Linked DNA regions of Rattus norvegicus: region 2 is linked to region 1. A link is a contact called in public Hi-C data. All regions are on one chromosome and are shown on one strand. The core of a region is the stretch at or near the end of the contact, and the rest is flanking DNA. Distances in the headings are between cores, read along the strand shown.

The links. Hi-C and Micro-C count contacts between places; a contact is called where the count stands out from the background.
Region 2: a contact with region 1 is called in a Hi-C map of the A7r5 cell line, with 1.7 times the contacts expected there. The contact joins the promoter of Abca8 here to the enhancer-like site in region 1. A contact is called at or near these places in 2 of 12 Hi-C or Micro-C datasets (the A7r5 cell line and psoas muscle).

What each region holds. Positions count from the first base shown.
Region 1 is chr10:95,360,991-95,367,954 of GRCr8, forward strand. No RefSeq gene overlaps it. Among named protein-coding and RNA genes, the nearest start is that of 1700012B07Rkl, 60 kb to the left of the region's middle. Within about 2 kb of position 3,586, at least 7 of the 93 cell types and tissues checked have an H3K27ac peak or open chromatin away from gene starts, as enhancers often do. A contact at or near this core is called in the A7r5 cell line, where this site is marked.
Region 2 is chr10:95,488,212-95,495,243 of GRCr8, forward strand. Abca8 (ATP binding cassette subfamily A member 8) reads right to left here and starts at 2,436. Exons shown (of 39, transcript XM_039087437.2): 1 at 2,049-2,436.

The sequences.
Region 1 (6,964 bases), core at 2,336-4,835:
ATTTGAGTATTTCTTATTTACATTTTGATTGTTATTCCCCATCCCGGTTTCACGGCCAACATCCCCCCTAGCCCCTGCCCCTCCCCTTCTCTATTGGTGTTCCCCTCCCCATCCTCCCCCCATTACCACCCTCTCCCCCAACAATCACGTTCACTGGGGATTCAGTCTTGGCAGGACCAAGGGCTTCCCCTTCCACTGGTGCTCTTACTAGGATATTCATTGCTACCTATGAGGTCAGAGTCCACGGTCAGTCCATGTATAGTCTTTAGGTAGTGGCTCAGTCCCTGGAAGCTCTGGTTGCTTGGCATTGTTGTTCATAAGGGGTCTCGAGCCCCTTCAAGCTCTTCCAGTTCTTTCTCTGATTCCTTCAACGGGGTCCTAGTCTCAGTTCAGTGGTTTCCTGCTGGCATTCGCCTCTGTATTTGCTGTATTCTGGCTGTGTCTCTCAGGAGCGATCTACACAGGATTCTTTCTTGGTCCGTGATAGTCAATATGGATTGTGGATTGATGTCTATATGCAGGGGAAGACAGGCACAAGATAAGGCAAGGCCTGTGACTGGGCAGTGAAAAAGTAAGGAGGGAGAAGAGTTTTGAAGAAAGGAGAGAGGGAGGGAGGGAGGAAGAAGAACCAAGACGGAGGCAGAGAAGGATAACCCAGGTCTGTGTGGCCTTAAAGGATGGATTATTACAGGGCAATTTGTCTTATCTAGGTGGGCAGTTTATATCCATATTAATTGGCTCTGAGTTTATTGTGTGGACGTTTTGTGGGGTGAGAGTTTACTGATAGAAATCTGATTGATAAATTACAAGCTTACTGAGTTCTGATTTTAACAGGTTACTGGAAGTTGTTGACTATAACCACAGCGGGTGAGACGCTGGGAATGTGAGCAGGGTTTCACAGCAGAGAGTCACAAAAGGGCAGCTGCTGCCTGGGGCCAATGTGGGGCTAGCCATGGAGGCGGAGAGATAGCAGGGCCCAGAGAGTAGCCAGTGGCAGCATGGGCTGGAGACTGGGAACTTAGCCAGGTGGGTTGAGACGTTTTGCTGACTGAGACGAAAATACCCCGCAGGTGCCATGTGGCCCTAGGGTGCTGGCGATAGCGTGGGATGATGTCTCGATTTCTATTTTTATTATTTACCACAGCAAAGAATCATATCAGCTGTTTGACAATGATCTAGTCCTGGCTCTTACCCTGGAGTGTGAGACACGTAGTTAGCTCTTATGGTGATAAAACACGAAAGTTTGATACATGGAGTCTGGGTCAGACTGTCTTTCATTCCCTTTCTTTTTTTCTTTATTATTTTATTTACATTTCAAATGTTATCCCCTTTCCCACATTTCCCTCCACAAACCCCCATCTCATCCCCCTCTTCCCTGTTTTTATGAGGCTGCTCCCCCACCCACCCATCCACCTACCCACTCCCATCTCACCGCCCTAGCATTCTCCTATGTTGGGGCATTGACCCTTCACAGGACCAAGGGGCTCCCCTCCCATTGATTCCAGGTAAGGCCATCCTCTGCTACATATGCAGCTGGAGCCATGGGTCACTCCGTGTGTACTCTCTGGTTGGTGGTTTAGTCCCTGGGAACTGTGAGGGGTTTTGTTGGTTGGTATTATTGTTCTTCCTATGGGGTTGCAAACCTCTTTATCTACCTTAGTCCGTTCTCTAACTCCTCCATTGGGGTCTCCATGCTCAGTCCGATGGTTGGCTACAAGCATCCGCATCTGTATTTGTCAGGCTGTGGCAAAGCCTCTCAGGAGACAGCTGTATCAGGCTCCTGTCAGCAAGCACTTCTTGGCATCAGCAGTAGTGTCTGGGTTTGGTGGCTGCATACAGGATGGATCCCCAGTTGGGCAGTCTCTGGATGGCTTTCCAGGTGTGGGAAGAGATTGGGGAGATGTACAGAGGTGTGTAGCAATGGGGTATGGGGAACTGGGGGGTAGCCACAAGAAAGTCCCAGATGCCCGGAAAGCAAGAGGCTCCCAGGACCCAACGGAGATGAGATTAGCTGAAATATCCAACAAAGGGGAGAGAGAACCTGTAGAGACCATATCCAGTGTTTAGGCATAGCCCCCGGTTGAGGGATGGGGCCACCCATGCATCTCAAAAATTTTACCCAGAATTGCTCCTGTCTAAAGGAAATACAGGGACGAAGAAGAGTGGAGCAGAGACTGAAGGAAAGGCGTTCCCATTCTTATGTCTGCTGTTTAGTGCTAAGTGACTCTTAAGTTATTCTAAGTTTCCTTAGTGTGACTAAAACAAAATAGCATATACAATAGCGTGTTGCAGTAAGAATACAAAGCAATGTTTTCTATCAGTTCCCTGGAGCTGAATCCGCTCACTCTGGCTGCTACTCTACCACGCTGTCCGCAAACTGCACTCTCCCAGCTCGCTGTCTCCCTTTAACCTCCCTCTCATCGAGGTCTGTCCCTTAGGTGGTAGTTACCACACCTGGCGCGCGCGCGTGCGCACACACACACACACACACATGCACCTCGCTCTGTGGGCCCTGTGCATTCTCACTCTGCACAAACAGAACCAGATCCGCACGCTCCAACTGCCTCTCAGCCATTTCTTTCACACACTGTCCTCTTTAGCCCGGTGACATCAACGTTCCAGAAACTTGTAATTTAGCAGTTAGATTTACATGTTAAATTCCTAATCCGCAAGACATCCACACAACAAATTCACTGCAAATTAATAAAGATTTAAACTGCCCACCAGGCAAGACAAAATCAAACCGGGCCACCTGGATCTGGATCATCCTGCTCTGTTGTCTCCATCTTGATTTTTTTTCTGCTCTTCTTCCTCCTCTCTCCTTCCTAGACTCCCCCCGCCCCTTACTCTTTCTTCTCATCCAATGATAGGCTACGCCTTATCCTGGACCCGCCTTGTTGCGTAATGACATCATCCTACAATAGCGTAGCGTGGCAGTATAAGGCTTTTGTAAAGAGCTAAGTCTAATATAAATGATTCTCAGCGTTAGATGTGGCACAGTCCTGGCAAACATACTTTAAGGTGAAAATGTAACCAGTATAATTCACCTGCCCAGCACACAGCTTAATTAGGGCAGTCGTCAGGCTATTAACCCACAGAGGGAGAAAAGTCAGGGCAAAGTTTGCCTTTATATTGAAAGTGTTGAGTATCTCATGCAGCTTACTGAGTATTATTTTGAAAGTGGAGACAGTGGAACTGTGGAATAGATCTGCTTCTGCCTAGCAAGGATTTGGAAAATCCTAAATCAACTGAACCTAGGTCATGGATCACCTGTACTGAACTCACAGAGGGTGGGTGCTTGGTGCTAAAAGGAAGCTTTCAACAAATAATAATGCATAAGAAGAGGCGTCCAAGAAAGATAAAGGACTACTGTTTTCTCGTCCCACAAGCTCTAACACCCAAGAGATTCCACGGCTCCTCAGAAACCGTGCATTGCTCAATGGTTTAGTGCTCTTTCTCTTGCTCTGATAGATCCTACCACTTAAGCCATCTTCCTTCCCAAGTTGCTTTTGGCCATGGTGTTTCAGCACAGCAACTGAAACCCTAACTAAGGCCCTGAGTCATGCGGCAACTCTATTTTTAGTTTCTGAAGAACCCCGGTGCAGACTTCCAGAGTGGCTGCACCAGTTGACGTTTCCCCAGAAGTGATAAGGGATCCGCCATTGCCAACATCTGTTGTCATCCGCCCCCCGCCTCCCACGCCCCATACTTGAATTTGTTAATTGAACTATTTGGCTTGTCAAATGTTATATTAATAACAGTCATATCTAGCTATACCTTTATTAGTTAATATAAAAGATTCTGAGTGTTCCCTCTCTCTCCATATATATATATATATATATATATATATATATATATATATATATATATATGAGCAGCTTAGTCTTAATCCACATTTTGTACTCACATACTTTCACATAGAATCAATGTCTATAGATCACTCTAAATTCAATATTTTAACGCCTTAGCAACCATCATGATTATTGGCTTACCTTCAGTTTCACTTAGCTTCCATCTCCAGCTAGCTATATTATTATTATTATTATTATTATTACTACTACTACTACTACTACTACTACTATTATTTTTACTTATTCACTTTACATCCTGATCACTGCCACCCTCCCAGTCACTCCTTCCCACAGTCCTTCTCCCATCCCCTTTTCCCTTCTCCTCTGAGCAGTTGGGGCCATTCCCTGAGTATCCCCTACCCTGGCACATCAAGTCTTTTCAAGGCTAGACACATCCTCTCCCACGGAGACCAGACAAGGAAGTCCAGCTAGAAAAACACATCTCACATACAGTTTTGGGGATATCCCCCTCTCCAGTTGGTCAGGACCCACATGAAGACCAAGCTGCACATCTGTTACCTATGTGCGGGGAGGCCTAGGTCCAGCCTGTGTATGTTCTTTGGTTGGTGGTTCAGTCTCTGAGAGCCCCAAGGGTCCAAGTTAGTTGACATGGTTGGTCTGTCTGTGGACTTCCTACCTCTTCCGGGGCCCACAATCCTTCCTCCTGTTCTTCTCTAAATGTCCCCAAGCCCTATTCACTGCTATGGCTGTGGGTGTCTGCATTCTGTATGAGTCAGCTGCTAGGTGGCCTTTCAGAGGACAGCCATGCTAGACTGCTGAGACACCAACCCACCCGCAAAAGATTCGACCCAAAATTTATCCTGTCTATCTATAAGAAATATGGGGACAGGGGATGGAGAGAATGACCAACCAATAGCCAGCCCAACCTGAGACCCATCCCACTGGCAAGCACTAATCCCTGACCCTACTAGTGACATTGGTTTCTTGATGACAGTCATTTGGCAGGAGTGAGGTGAACTCTCAAAGCTGTTCCAATTTGTACTTCCCTGATGACTAAGGGTGTTGAGCGCTTTCTCGAGCATTTATTACTTCTTTGTGTTTCCTCTTTTTTTCTTCCATTTTTATTAAATTGGGTATTATTTACATTTCAAATGTTATTCCCTTTCCTGGTTTCCTGTCCATCAGCCCCCTTACCCCTCCTCCTCCCTTTCTATACGGGTATTCCCCTCCCCCACCCCCCGTTACTGCTCCCCCCAACAATCCCCTATACTGGGGGTCCAGCCTTGGCAGGACCAAGGGCCTCCCATTCCACTAGTGCCCCAACAAGGCTATTCACTGCTACCTATGAGGTCAGAGTCCAGGGTCAGTCCATGTATAGCCTTTGGGTAGTGGTTTAGTCCCTGGAAGCTCTGGTTGGTTGGCATTGTTGTTCTTATGGGGTCTCAAGCCCCTTCAGCCCTTTAAGTCCTTTCTCTAATTCCTCCAATGGGGGTCCCGTTCTCAGTTCAGTGGTTTACTACTAGCATTTGCCTCTGTATTTGACATGTTCTGGCTGTGTCTCTCAGGAGAGATCTACATCCGGTTCCTGTCAGCATGCACTTCTTTGCTTCACCCATCTTACCTAGTTTGGTGGCTGTATATGTATGGGCCACATGTGGGGCAGGCTCTGAATGGGCGTTCCTTCAGCCTCTGTTCTAAACTTTGCCTCCCTATCCCCTCCCAAGGGTAGTCTTGTTCCCCTTTTAAAGAAGGAGTGAAGCATCTGCATTTTGGTCATTCTTCTTGAGTCTCATGCATCTTTGGTAATTCGATCATTTGGGCTAATAGCCACTTATCAATGAGTACATACCATGTGTATTTTTCTGTGATTGGGTTACCTCACTCAGGATGATTTTTTTCTAGTTCCATCCATTTGCCTATGAATTTCATGAAGTCTTTGTTTTTGACAGCTGAGCAGCACTCCATTGTGTAGATGTACCACATTTTCTGTATCCATTCCTCTGTTGAAGGGCATCTGTAATCTTTCCAGCTTCTGGCTATTATAAATAGGGCTGCAATGAACATAGTGGAGTATGTGTCTTTGTTATATGTTGGAGCATCTTTTGGGTATATTCCCAGGAGAGGTATAGCTGGGTCCTCAGGTAGTTCAATGTCCAATTTTCTGAGGAACCTCCAGACTGATTTCCAGAATGGTTGTACCAGTTTGCAATCCCACCAACAATGGAGGAGTGTTCCTCTTTCTCCGCATCCTCGCCAGCATCTGCTGTCACGTGAGTTTTTGATCTTAGCCATTCTCACTGGTGTGAGGTGGAATCTCAGGGTTGTTTTGATTTGCATTTCCCTTATGACTAAGGATGTTGAACATTTCTTTAGGTGCTTCTCAGCCATTTGATATTCCTCGGCTGAGAATTCTTTTTTTTTTTTAGCTCTGTACCCCATTTTTATTAGGGTTATTTGGCTCTCTGGAGTCTAACTTCATGAGTTCTTTTTATATTTTGGATATTAGCCCTCTGTCAGTTGTAGGATTGGTAAAGGTCTTTTCCCAATCTGTTGGTTGCCGTTTTGTCCTAACCACAGTGTCCTTTGCTTTACAGAAGCTTTGCAGTTTTATGAGATCCCATTTGTCGATTCTTGATCTTAGAGCATGAACCATTGGTGTTTTGTTCAGGAAAATTTCCCCAGTGCCCATGTGTTCGATATTCTTCCCCACTTTTTCTTCTATTAGTTTGAGTGTATCTGATTTGATGTGGAGGTCCAGAATTCTCTGTTGAGTCCATGTGACTGATTACTGACTGGATGATTGGCCTCTCACCCTGGGGCTGTGTCAGGCTGAATTCAGACTCCCTGACTCGTGGGCACTCTCTGTTCTTTGACCCAAATAGCTCAGTTTTAAACAATAGATTTTCCCTTTGTGTGGAATCCAGCCTCTGAGTGACAAAGAGTGAGAAAATGGGGTTCCTCTCCACCACTGTTCATCTTCTGTCACAGGAATCACCCTCACAGAACAAACAAAAAAACAAACAAACAACAATGAAAAACACAGGTGGATTCAGTGCTGCTGGGGAGGTGGGCATGAGTGTACGGCTGCTGGTATTGTTTTGCCAGAGCCGGCTTGGCTTATTTTGGGATAGGGTTTTCTGCTTCCCTCTTTG
Region 2 (7,032 bases), core at 1,186-3,685, 130 kb after region 1:
ATTTATGTCTACCAATAATAATGATACATTAGCTTTCCAGTGAACAGTGGTTTCTGTGGGGAGGTCTTTTATCTGGGAGGCAGAGGTAGAAACTCCATCTGTCCAGTGGCTTTGGACTGGCTTTATCTGGATTGAGAATTCATGATCCTTTGTCTTGTGTGTGAGCTGGTACACAGGAAAGCCTCCCAGGGGCTTTGCCCAGAACTGACTGAAGAATAAGACTGCCATAGAGACTGCTAGCAGAACAGAACAGACCTTTCCCACAGGAGCACAGAAAAATCACAGCTTTAGCTAATTCAGCACTGAGTGAAGACCATCTATAGGAGAGAGGGTGGGCATGTATGTTTGTGTGTAAATATCAACGGGCAATTTGGTAAGGGAATTTGCATCTATATCTATATCATTTCATTAAACAGAAGTGTGAAATGTCCTGCAGAAGATGTTCAGTGCATAATGACACCACCTCCTGCTACAACTTCAACAATCAATACTGTGCAAACATGCTCTGGTGAGCCTCTTCTGGAAACTATGGGATGGAAATGCTCTTCAAAGGCTTTTTTCCTGAGGGAGGAAATAGGATACCTAAACTGAAGTATGGAAGGGAAGATTCCCCCAGAATCTGATGCTTTTCAGTTTTCTGGGAAACATGCCAGGGGCGTGAATGGCCCAGGGCTTTTTGACCACAGTCAGAAGCTCCATCACTGGTGCTCCGTCCTGAGAACCAAAGTGAGCACCACCCATAGCAAAGAGGAGTGGGCGGGTCCTTACCGGGGAGTGGGCGGGTCCTTACCGGAAGTCCTCCTCATGTTCACCAAGAGAGCTCACACAGTGGCAAGTTTTCTAGAGCCAAAGTTCAGGTGACAAGTCCTGGCCAGTCTAATGGGAGACACAATGACTGAAGCAGGCTCAGGGGCTACTGCCACGGGAGGAAACTGAATAGGGCTGTGAAAGGAAGCTCTGGGAGGCAAGGCTGACAGACAAGGAAAGAAATGAGAAAAACCCACAGAAAGAGAGAAGGAAGGGAAAGATGCCAAGAGTGTATCAGGTCGGAGTGCCCAGGGATGGGAGCTAAGGAGCCTCACAGATCATTCTCAGTCCGGATAACCCAGAGCGAACAACTTTTAAGGAGGCTGTGTAGTTGGGGTACAGGGTTGTCTAAGTAGAGATCTCAATACAGAATCAGCCACAGCCTCACTGGGCATGGAGACTGCAATGTGTCTGCAACTTCTTTGATTTTACAGGTCAATCAAAATTGCCCCCTGTCTGTCCACTCCTGGTGTGTGTTCTGTGGTTTGTAGAAAGACTAAAGGCTTGAATCCTCCTTATCCGTGGAGTAAATAATATCCAAGATGTTTAAGTGTGGATGGGAGGGGAAAGGGGGATGGAGAAGGGGAGGAGGAGAGAGGAGGGGAGGAGGAGGGGAAAGGTGGAGGGAGGGAGAGACAGACAGAGTGAGAGAGACTAAGTTTTTCTCCTCCCCTGTTGCTCTGGGAGCCTGGCACTCCTGTGCTCCAGGATGAGCATTCAAAGTCAGGCTGTGAGCTGATGGGAGAGTCTACCCATTTCAGGATTTCACCCATGGTGTCAGAAGAGTCAGAGATCCTGGAACAGACACAGTTGGCTGAATTCATCAAAAGTGTTCTGTGAACACTCTTGGGAAGCAGTCTCAGAAAACTTGTAACCCCAAACTGTCAAATTACATCATCAAAGCAAACAGCTCCAGAGGCTGCACCAGCTTCCCAGTGCCTCAGCTCCTCACAGTCTGTTGGCTAATTTCAGCTCATTTTCACACCCATGTTATGGCTCAGCAGAGCATCACGGCTGCATATTTTAAAGACATATTTTAATCCAATACCTTGCTCCATTTAATATTACACACCAGACACCAAAACATCCCAAAACAGCTCATTGATTTTTAAAAACAACTCTGGCACAGACGGGTAGCATTCGGCTCATAAAACTGCTCAGTTTTCATTATCACGACAATAATAGCCCCGATGCCCAAACAAATAAACCCGATAAGGAAGACAAAAATCTCAGAAACTTACTGAAGGGAAATGCGAAGCAAGGGCTCCAGAAGCACCATTTATTCGCTGGCACTGTTTAGAATAAAGTGAGTCACCTCCCCCCCCTCCCCCTGCTCTCCAACACCTTTCAAGAGTTTAACTGTTTGCTGTCCGTGAGCACAACCGAAGGCTGCTCTCAGCGGGAGTTTAAGACCTCGGCTCGATCGTCTTGCCAAACACCACGGTCACGTGACCGCGATGGCTGCTCCTCTCTTACTGTTGTGCACCCAGCCCCCGCAGGGCGGTACCAGTTATATTTGGTCACCTGGCTATGTCACTGTATAACGGAGGAAATGCAATATTCCCAAGCTTGCAGTATGCCTAAGCTATTCTGTTAGATGCTCACTGTGACTGGAGCTGTCAGCAACAGTTAATGCTTTGCTTTTAAACCAGAAGGAGGTGAATCAGAGAGCTGCATCATCAAAAAGGGTCCTCTCCACCCACAGCTCTGGGCTTCTGACTCCTTCTCTTAAGATTTTCAATCTTATTTCTCAGTTTTGCTTTCATTTAGTTCTTGTGCGTGTGTGTGTGTGTGTGTGTGTGTGTGTGTGTGTGTGTGTGTGTTTTCCAATTTCCATTGGGCTTTAGTCTTTACTATTGATTTATGGAATAAGTCTTAGCGTCTTGATTCTAGATACTGGAGATGGTTATCTCGGAGGTCCCTTCTGCTCCTGAAGGGAGGAGATAGCCATCAAGCGTCGCCATCAGGTGCTCTCCATATTACTGTTACTGTTGCAGGTCGATTGCCACTAACCTATTAAATGTTAGTCATCAGTTATGAACGCACTATTTTATTATATGTTATTTTATTATTTCTGACGGGTGCGACTGTGGCATATTTTCCTTGAGGTTAAGCAACAGCTGTTTAATTGGACACTAAGCCCTTCTCAGTCAGAAGGAATTTGTGCTTGGTGTTCTAAACCTCTCTGTGGATGTAGAGGTCATACACCCTAGAGGAGAACCTACCACTGCTATTTTTCTTAAGCAATACAAATATTAACCGTATTCTAAATACTTCTTATGGCTACAGATGAGTGTAGTTCTCATGCTTCTTAAAGAAGCTCCCTTTTTTGTCCAACGGAGGTTACTAGAGGGATCCAAAGCTGGTCAAAATGCTGACCAGGAGGCACCCAGTTTTGATGCACTATGTACAGCCATAAGTTCTGGGAACATCCTCGAGGAAGGGATGTAAATCAGAGGACTAGGCTGTTGGCTGCTGGACAGTACCTTCAAGACAGGATTGCCACTCCCTGAGGTTGCAACAATATGGCTGCCTAAAGGAGACTTACATAATGACAACGGCAGATGATATGCTGGCAGGGAGAGGGGACATTTCATAAGGATCCACTCCTAGATAAAGAGATATAAGCATCAAACGGCTGCTGAGGAACAGAGAACCAGTTCTTTCCAGAAATCAGTCCCCTTGTCTTTTATCCAATTCCAAGGGGTCAGCCCCCAAAAACTGGTCATAGGAACAATACCAAATGACTTTAGATGCGTGTGTGTGTGTGTGTGTGTGTGTGTGTGTGTGTGTGCAACAATAGTAATTAAGATGTCATGAATATGAAAGACAGTTGTGTGGATGCACAGGAGAAATCAGAGGGGAAATTGTGTAAACGTAGTATGTGTATGAAATTCTCAGACAATTAAAAAATAAATCCACTAAATTGTATTTTGTTTTTCGAGACAGGGTTTCTCTTTGTATTCCTATACATTCTTTACTTTAAAAAGTTTATTTATTTTATTTTATGTGTTTGGGTGTTTTGGTTGTAGGCACGTGCATGCATCACGTGCATACCTTGTGTCCTTGGGGTTCAGAGTTGAGTGTCAGAGCCCTTGGAAGTGGAGTTACAGATTGTGAGTCACCATATGGGAACTGAATCTGGGTCCTCTGCAAGAGCCAACAGACCCCTGAGATACCTCTCTAGTCCCAAACTTACCTTTTTTTAAAATTTTTAATCAGTGAACTTAAGCTTTTATTGGTTATTTTATTTATTTACCTTTCAAATGTTGTCCCTTCTTCTAGATCTCCCCTCCACAAACCCCCCATCCCAGTGTCCCTCCCCTCTGCCTCTAAGAAGGAGCTTCCCCCAACCACACACCCACTCGTGCCTCACCCATCTAGCATCCCCCTATGCTGGGGCAACACGCCTCCACAGGACCAAGGGCCTCTCTCCCATTGATGCCAGATAAGGCAGTCCTCTGATATATATGTAGCTGGAGCCATGGACCCATCCTTGTATACTCCTTGGTTGGTGGTTTCATCCCTGGGAGGTCTGAGAAGTCTGATTAGTTGATATTGTTGTTTTTCCTATGGGGTTGCAATCCCCTTCAGCTCCTTCAGTCCTTCCCCTAACTCTTCCATTGGGATCCCTGTGCTCAGTATAAGGGTTGGCTGTGAGTATCTATATCTGTATTAGTCAGGTGCTAGAAGATCCTCTTGGAGAACAGCTAACCAGGCTCAGGTCAGGAAAATGAATAGACAGATGTAGGAGGGAGGGTAGAGAATGGGTTTGGGGGACGATTAGAAAGTCCCAGATGCCAGGGAAGCAAGAGATTTCCAGGACCCAACTGGGATGACATTAGCTGAAATGCCCAACAAAGGGGAGAGAGAACCTGTAGAGACCACTGTATTTTTTTTTTAAGGCAGAATCTTTCATCTGAACCTGTAGCTCACTGACTTGGCTAGAATGTCTAGATAGCAAGATTCAGAGATTTTCCTGTCTCTGGATCCCTAGTATTAAGATTAGAGACAAAAGTGTATTAATGCACCAGCACTTATGTGAATCCCGGTGATGTAAACCTGGACTCGTGCATATAAGTCAAGCAGTTTGCCCACTGAGCCATCTCCTCAGCTTCTACCCTTTAGTTATTAACTTGTAGTTTGATTCACTTATGGTCAGAGAACATTTAGCGTGCTAATTTTGTTAAGGCTTGTTTCATGAGGGGAGGTCTATCTTCACAACCATTCCATGCACAGTTGACTGATGCCTGGCTTGACAGACAACAAAACAACCAAGCCAGCAGGTGACATTGACAGGATAAGATGTGATTTTGAAGTCTGTGTGGATGAATCTGTCCATTTAATCTGTTACCAATGATCCCAGACCAGAGTATGAAATTAGTTACATTTCTGTTTTAAAATCATGTCAGCCATCAATTTAAGAAAACGCTTCAAAAATATAAACGTATGGTGTATTTAAAGATTATGAAAACACATGCAAACATACATTATATGTTATGACACCCGTATTGTGTGAGAGAGACAGAAACGTTGGGAAAGAGAGTGGGTGCATGTAGGCTACAATGCATTTATGGAAGTCAGAAGGCTGGTTCTCTCTTTCCGACATGTAGGGCATGGGAATTGGACTCTAGCCAACAATGCCTCAGTCAGCCAAGTCATCTCACCAGCCGCCCTATTTAAGATTATTGTAAAACAATTTAACTATTTCAATGCCCCCTTGCCTGATCCTTGCATCTACCACTATAGCTATTTATTACCTTACACAATGTGACAGATGCCTACAACAGATTTAGCATGTAATCGAGCAGGGCAGGAGTACCCCTACCATCCCAGAGGTAGATATTAGCTTTTATTTTCAAGTAATATGTGCGATAGATCTGTTTACTAGGTATGATAGGGTCCCCTATGTATTAAAACCACAGAAATATGTTGTCTTGCAATCTGTGTGTCAAAGTCAGAATGGGTCTTTTTAAAAGATTCTTCTCTTTATTTTTGTTATTCTTTAAAATTAATGTGCTTTCTGAAACGTTCATACATGTATACAATGTATTTTGACCATATTCAACTCCCACTCAATTTACCCCAGAGATCCACAGTAACATACCTCCTTCCCAACTTCATGTCCTCTCTTTTAAGTTGTAAACATCATCATCATCATCATCACCACTACCACCACCACCACCACCACCACTACCATCATCATCATCATCACCACCATTCCTCCTATATCATTATCATTACCATTATCATTATTACCATTAAACCGACGAACCTAATTAGTGTTGACTACATGGATGGTGCACATATGCACATGAACATGCTATATGAAGCATCACCATCTAGGAACCTCCTGCACCAGGTTTGCGATGCCCCCAACCTTCAATAAATAACTTATTGCCTGGGTAGTTGCTAACGCAGAGGTGTGCTGAGAATAAGAAAAATAAGCAGCTGAGAGAACTACATGGGACATCCAACATGGGACATCTGTGTTAACCTGCCCACCATATCCCTAAGGGGACAGAAAAACCTGTAAGAGTTTGAGAACCGGGGAGGTTATAAGACGCTGTCTTCTGGGCAGGATTTTCATACCCATGAGCTTAGAGCAGCCATGGCTACCTGCAACCTGCACACTTGCACAAAATTAAGCCAGTTAAGAACTCCATCATGGATGAAGGTGGAGGAGCTACTGAGCTCCCACCCTTAGCTGAGATGCTTTTAGCAGTTGATAAAGCAGTTGATGGCTGCTGGGGGAGGGACAGTCGCTTTCCGCATCGGTGGAATTATTGTTGTAAAAGTAGCTTTTATTTGCCAGATATAATTGTTGTCTTGGAGAGTTGCAGTTGAATAAATCCACCCTTTCTAGCTCTTTCTGAACTCTGGCTGGCTGGTTCAACTCAGTCATTCTGGCCCAAAATTCTCTCCAAGCTGACTGACTCAAACTGGAGTCTCTTGGCTTCTGAGCAAATTGCTCTGATTGGCTACAAACTAAACTCTGGCCATCTAATCTTCTGGCTCCTCATTGGCTTGTTCTGCCTTCACCTATGTCTAACCTGTCCTCTATGCAACCAGTCTCTGTAAAACTGTCATATATGCACACCACACCCTTTTTTCCCTCTCGATGTCCTTAACCAGCTTCTCTTTCCTGTGTCTTCTTGAGAGAGTTGGGCATATTCTATCTCTGACTCATTCTGTGAAATCTTTCTCTGAGTCATCACTTTGTCA